Regions from separate parts of the Mus musculus genome. Here region 1 is linked to region 2. The links are chromatin contacts, called in public promoter capture Hi-C maps. All regions are on one chromosome and are shown on one strand. Each heading gives the region's core, a stretch centred on a gene start, on an enhancer-like site or on the middle of the called end of the contact. The rest is flanking DNA. Distances are from core to core; before and after follow the strand shown. Region 1 overlaps Map2k4 (mitogen-activated protein kinase kinase 4). Region 2 overlaps Cdrt4os1 (CMT1A duplicated region transcript 4, opposite strand 1).

Region 1 (3,079 bases), core at 228-2,727, 2.7 Mb before region 2:
CATTATGGATGGAAGTAGAAGATTGAGGTAGCAGTAAACCAGGACTTAGGCTTTTGAGTCTTCTGCTGTCAGCTCAAAGGCTATTAGAAGAGAGCAAGGAGACTAGGGGTGGGAGAGTTTGCACTGGAGCTGTGGATATTAGCATTATTACATTAGGCCCTGGGTGTCTGCCTCAGCAGCTTGTGGCATTTCTCACATGCAACGATACAAAATAGAGGGAGGTTTGCATGTCTGTGGGATGCTTTTTAATGTGTACCCTGCCTTGTTAATTCCAGTTGCCATGATCTATCCACACTCCTAGATCCATGTCCTCAACACAAGGGTGTTGACAAACCTTCCTGGATCTCTGTCCTTATAGTAGTCTGAGCCCTTCAGGCAGGAGCTAGGGACAGTTGCATTATTTTTTCTGTCAGGGCCTGCTACCATCAATGCTTGATGCCTAGTGTCTTAAGATTGTGTCTTGTGTCTGTCTTGTCTGCTGTGAGGTCATTCTTCTCTCCATACTCTAGAATAGGAAACTTGGTGCTACATAGACACAAGGAAACAGGATTTATAACAATAGAAAACATCTTGGCTGATTTTAGGAAGACTATCTCTTAGCAGCATTTCTCAGGATTCACATAGTTTCTTTCACCCATCCCTAGCCAGGACTAATTCTCTTCATAATGAAAAAAAATTAATTTGTAGGGGTTGGAAAGATGGCTCAGTGGTTAACAGCACTTGTTTCTCTTCCAGAACACTTGGGTTCAGTTCCTAGCACCCACGTATAACTTGTAACTGTCTATAACTGAAGATTTAGGGGATCGATAGCCTCTTCTGGCTTCTGAAGGCACCAGACATGAATGTGGTGCACATAAATACATGCAGCCAAAGAACTCATAAAAAATAATATAAATCAATCAAAACCGTTTCTTAAGTGAAATGTAGCTTGTAAGAAGGAGCTGGGCTGAATGAGCTGCAGTACTCATTACTGAACTGAGCGTGGGACAGGAGGACGCTCGACTTCTCTGGAATCTGGAAACAAAGGAGTAGTGAGAGACCATGGTACATGCGGCATGCACACTCACACACAGCAGTTGCCAAGAACTGGAGGGAAATAACTGATTTCAAAACATAAATAGCTGAATTCTTTTACATTCTTGAATTCATTGAGAAGGTAAACAAGCCTGTGAAACATTTTTGGTGGGTAAGATTTATGGTTCTAGAGAGTGGTTTTCAAGCTTCCTAATGCTGCAACACTTTAATATAGTTCCTCATGTGACCCTAACCATGAAATTATTATCATTGTTACTTCATAACTGTAATTTTGCTACTGTTATGAATCATAATGTAAGTATATGATTTCCGATGGTTCTAGGCCACCCCTGTGAAAGAGTCATTTGACCCCACAAAGGAATTGCAACCCACAGGTTGAGAACCACTACTCTAAAGAACTTATTGGGCAAAGGAGCAATGACAAAGCAGACTGCTTGAACTAGCAGGTCTCAGTGGTGCTGCTCTTTCAGGCAGGAGAACAGGAAATGCTTCTTATTACTCAACAGGCACAGTAAAATACAACTAGAGAGAGTCGTGTGTGTGTGTGTGTGTGTGTGTGTGTGTGTGTGTGTGTGTGTGTGTGTGACTGAAACACCAGCACCTGTGAGGCTGAGGCAAGAATTTGAGACAAACTCAGTCTATATAGAACCTGACTCAAAAGAGACAGGGAAAATGTTACTTAATCTTAGTATCAATTTAAGTTAGAATGCAAGGCAAAAGTTGGCTCTTGACTAGTGGGTGTTGCTGGTCCTGCCAAGTCTATATAAGCAATGTTCTTCAGCCCTGATCAAAATGAAGCTGTAACTAATGACTGCTGAGTTAGAATGCTTTGGTGGAATTTGTAAACTAGCTTTTGTAATTTATGCATACAGTATAGATAAATGCAAACAGAAAGTGTGTTTTCTTTCTGAACTGTGAGTGAGGTTTTTCCTTTTCTCTACCCTTGGAGCCTTATCAAAGGGTGTTGGCTTAGGGTATCTGGTTAGACAGGAGTGGCTCAGGAACCTGTTTGCTGCTGAGTTGGCAAAGTGGACACCACTGTATTAACAGAGAGCAGATGTGAAGAGTTGAGTACTGCTGGAGCCATTTGTCACCTCCTTGGTTGTGTCACTGTTTAAAACAAAACAAGCAATGTAAAGTCTACCTACCTACACAGGAAACAACATGGAATTTACCCACCCATATAAAAAGCCCCATGCAGCTTTGCCAAACATGTGGAATAGAAATATAACTTACCTCTGGATTAATGTTCTGGAACATAATGTCACAGTTATTTGTTTTTAAAATCTCTAGTTGTTAGGAAATTATAGATTTGTGTGGGTCAGTGAAAATATGACAGCTAACATAGATGCAGTGCTAGTAAATGGAAAATTTGGTCATATCTGCCCAAAAGCTAAATAAGCAGAAGAGACGTCATGTATCAGTTTGCCAGTTTGCAGACTTTCATGTGACAAGGTAAGTCTAAGATTTCAGATTTTAGTCTCTATGCATTGATGCTACTTTAATAATAAGGCCTGTATTAAATGGATTCAAGCCCTATATCAAATGTCCTACTTAAAATCTTACATGCTCTACAGGGTTACTTTTATAAACATACATTTCTTTTGTGTGCACACGTACTATGTCAGTTTTTCACTATGTGAATGTACATGTTCTCTTTAGGAACCAAGAATTATTTATTAGATTTAAGCTTTATATCTTTAAGAAATCAGATACTTCTAAGGCAGAGCTTTTGACTAGAATTGCTGTGGGCTTGAAGACGTTTAGGTTAGTGTTTGCCAGCCACTTGATGCTGGGTGAGCTTCCCTGCTGACCTGCCTCCTTCTATGCCAGATGCTAGGGCTATAGGACTTCACCTCCCTTGAGAATCACTGGGAAATGCAATAACCTTAGGGACTTTGCTAGTGCAGGGTAAATTTGAGTGCATATAAACATCAAGTACAGAGACAATGGCAGAAGCCTTGTAACTTCTTTCCCCTTTTCTATATATTCATCCAGACAGAGATAGGCTCATGTAGTGTTGTCACAGGTGAAGTCTAGAGTG
Region 2 (3,248 bases), core at 738-3,237:
AGGTCAGAATTCCATGGCTGCTTGCTGGGCACGTGTCCTGGGTGGTGGCTGCACCATGCCCTCTTCAGAGGGGCTGTGATCTGCCAACTTAAGGAGGATCCAGAGTGAGGATTTTGGAATTGGGAAGATCATGGCACCCATGTTGTGAGATCATGCATCTAACTGAAAAAGGCTGAGGTCTAGGAGGATGGCGTCTTTTCTTTACTTGTGGGAGTTGTAGCGTGTTTCAGTAGGTCTCTGAATCTCAGAGCAGGTTTCCCTCAGTAGCTGTCCTTCAGTACTGGCAACAAGTGAGAAAGTTATACATATTGTGTATCCTTCCATATAAGCAGAGTCCTCCATATCCATAGGTACTGTGTCCAGAGTCAACAAACTTGATTGACAATATTTTTAAAGAACGTTTTAAAAAGTATTGAACACACAGAGCTTTTTATTGTCATTATTCATCAACCACACAGAAGAATAACATTTACATAATCTTCACTTTGTCATATTTATAATCTAGACATGATATAAAGTAGATAGAGGACCAGGTTAGAGTCCTTTGCTCTGCTCAGCTGATATGAAGCCTTGGCTGTTCTGTTATGCTAGATGGGGCAAGGCAGGCAATAGGAAGTACCCTGCTGAATGTTGTCATTGTCTTTTCCGGGCCACAGAACTAGACACAACAGAAGAATAAAGTGACAGTGTTACCAGTGCCATTGTGTCTGTGATGGAGAGAATCAGGAAGCTATTGGTAGGAGAAAGTGGGCTGCAGGAGGCTTTGTCTCTAGGATTAACAGAGGCACTGCAGGGTACTGTACTGATCCATGTTCAAAGTGGAGCTGGCCTTCAGTACAGAACAGAAATCAAGCTTAGGTTGTGGGCCCCTGAAAGTCACCCTGTCGTGCAGCAACTAGCATTCTGCTGCTCTTCTCCCTAAGCCTTCAAGGTTTGGCTTTTATGCCCTACACAGCGCTATGCTTTGGGAGTCTGCAAGAGCCCCAATGGCTATGTCAAAGTAAAGGAAGATAATTCTTTTTCTGGGATGATACTGGTGGCCAGGTTGACACGTGGCCATCGAGACAATTTTGTGGACTATGCAAGCATCCCTCAGAGTTTTTCAGGAAAGGCTTGGGAACTTCCCACTGTCCTTGGGATGAAGACTCCTACTCCTGATAACTGCATATGAAAAGAGCATGCCCTCCGAAAGTTTGCAGAGGTCAGAATCTGTATTCACAGGTTGTAAGAAAACCAGCTACTTACAAGCAGCATCATTTTATTTTGCAATCAATCAATCACACCCACACACCAATGGAGATCAAAAGGTAATGAAAAAAGAGAAAAGGGAATGAAGGGGAAGCAGGAAGTAGATAAGGAGGAAGGGAAAGAAGAAAGGAAAGAGAGGAAGGGACAGAGGAAAAGGAAAGAACCATGACAATAAAGAGTAATGTCAAGATTAAAATGCAGCCCATGCCCTCACTACAGAGATCTGGGAAAGTAAGCAGGCTGCGGGGAGAAAACATGAAGGCCAGAACTGGCATTTCTGCATGAGAGAGCTAGGGAAATGGAGGTTGGAATCTGAAGGCTGCTGGAGGCTGGGGTCTGGCACCTGCCCAGGTCTGGCATGAACGCTCAAGAGTCCTCAAGGTCTCCTTTGTCAATGTCCAGCCCAGTTGTCCAGGACAGACCACCAGGCAAACGCTTGGCACTTCTTCCGTGTTGTCACTAGGACCAGAAAGGGAGATGCTGTCACCAAAAGCCAGCCTGAACTAGGGATCGGCTCCATGGTGCTACAGAAACAAACACGGAAACCGGGGCTGAATATAAACTGAAGACAGCTCTGCAAAGTTTTAAAAACTCACCCAGCCACGAAAATTCAATTTGGCCACAGCTTCAACATGACCTCACTCTCTTTTATGAGCAGCTGTCCTGAGACTAATCCTGCCTCCTCCCATCATCCCCTCTGCATGAGGAAGGGAGGTCATGAGCCCTCGGCAAATCCACTCTTACAGTGCCCCCTGCTTCTGCAAAGCACTCCTTATGCTGCCCGGACCGTATGCGTGTCCAGTGTCTGTCTCTACCACAAAAATAGAATTGCATGTCTGCCATGTCCACCCAAGGCCCTGGCACGCTGCCTGGCACAAGCAAGCACTTGGTGTGCACTTGCAGGATGCCTGTCAGCATGCTGCATTAGGGCTGTGGAATTATGTCCCTTCTGATAAAGGCTAGAGAAAGAAAAATAAGCTTGGAATCTCCTCATGAAGGCTTGAAAGGTTTTTTTAAAGGGACAGACTAACCATGTGTTTTATGTATGACTTTGTGTCTCATGTTCCTTCTGTTTTCCCAGTACCTTAAAAGAAAAAGTACATAAAAGGTGTCCATTATTCTTATTTAGATAATAGAATTAAGACTAGGAGTAGAGTTTACGGCAAGGCAGCCTATTCCCACCTACAAAAAAAAAAAAAAAAAAAATGTGTGTTTACTAACCTCTTGTCACTGAAGTAGTCTCTTCTTGGTACTTTCTGTTTTGAGTCTTAGAGCTTGCTCTTAAAAACTCCCTACTCAATATTTGAGCACCAATTCTGGCCCAGTACACATACCACACTCCAGGGAACACAGGAGAATGTGGCCAGACTTGTTCAATACCTACGGGACCACAGGCACAGAGCAATCTGACCACATGAAGAAGAGTTTCGGGGAAAGCTGCTTAACAATATACCCTGGGCTCAGCAATTGCAGACCAAACCCAGCAGAACTATCACCGATAGAAATTTGAGGTGATCTGAGAGCAGGCAAAGTATTGAGTTCAAAAGTGACCCCCACACTCGGTACTGAACTACTTGAGGACCAACCAAGGCTCTCTTACTTCCACTATCACCCACTTACCAAAGTAAGCTTGTCTCAGGATTCTAAACAGTAAAGTGAATATGCACAGGTTCCAGTGTGCAAAAGTATAAATAAAGAGTCAGCCACACTCAGACCAACTTCCCTCCAGCTGCTGCTGGCTCTCAAACTGACTGTTCTCTACAAAAAATATCTGCCCACTTGGCCCATGTGCAGAAACAGTGCCAGGAGTCAAGTTCCCAACTTGTCTGAAATCCTGCGACATCTCAGGTCCCTCTCTCTACTGAAAAGAATGGGTTGGGCCGCTCTGGGTCGCTGAAAGGTTGAATGGAGACAGGAAGCGCATGAGTCAGTAAAAGAACCACCTAGAAATGCCAGAGGTGGGGAGGGAATGTTCACTGCCTCTGGAATATAAAGTCAAG

What was found. Promoter capture Hi-C pulls out the DNA fragments that hold promoters and counts their contacts.
Region 1: a contact with region 2 is called in a promoter capture Hi-C map of hippocampal neurons, with 2.5 times the contacts expected there. The contact joins two enhancer-like sites. A contact is called at or near these places in 3 of 39 promoter capture datasets (the 3T3-L1 cell line, hippocampal neurons and pre-B cells).

The regions. Positions count from the first base shown.
Region 1 is chr11:65,739,004-65,742,082 of GRCm38.p6, reverse strand. All of the region lies in intron 2 of Map2k4 (mitogen-activated protein kinase kinase 4), which reads left to right. Among named protein-coding and RNA genes, the nearest start is that of Mir744, 5.7 kb to the right of the region's middle. Within about 2 kb of position 1,477, at least 51 of the 459 cell types and tissues checked have an H3K27ac peak or open chromatin away from gene starts, as enhancers often do.
Region 2 is chr11:62,996,565-62,999,812 of GRCm38.p6, reverse strand. The region is part of intron 2 of Cdrt4os1 (CMT1A duplicated region transcript 4, opposite strand 1); the gene reads left to right. Gm46284 (a long non-coding RNA gene) reads right to left here. Exons shown (of 2, transcript XR_001780234.1): 1 at 1,845-3,248; 2 at 1-1,707. Among named protein-coding and RNA genes, the nearest start is that of Gm46284, 3.9 kb to the right of the region's middle. Within about 2 kb of position 1,987, at least 71 of the 459 cell types and tissues checked have an H3K27ac peak or open chromatin away from gene starts, as enhancers often do.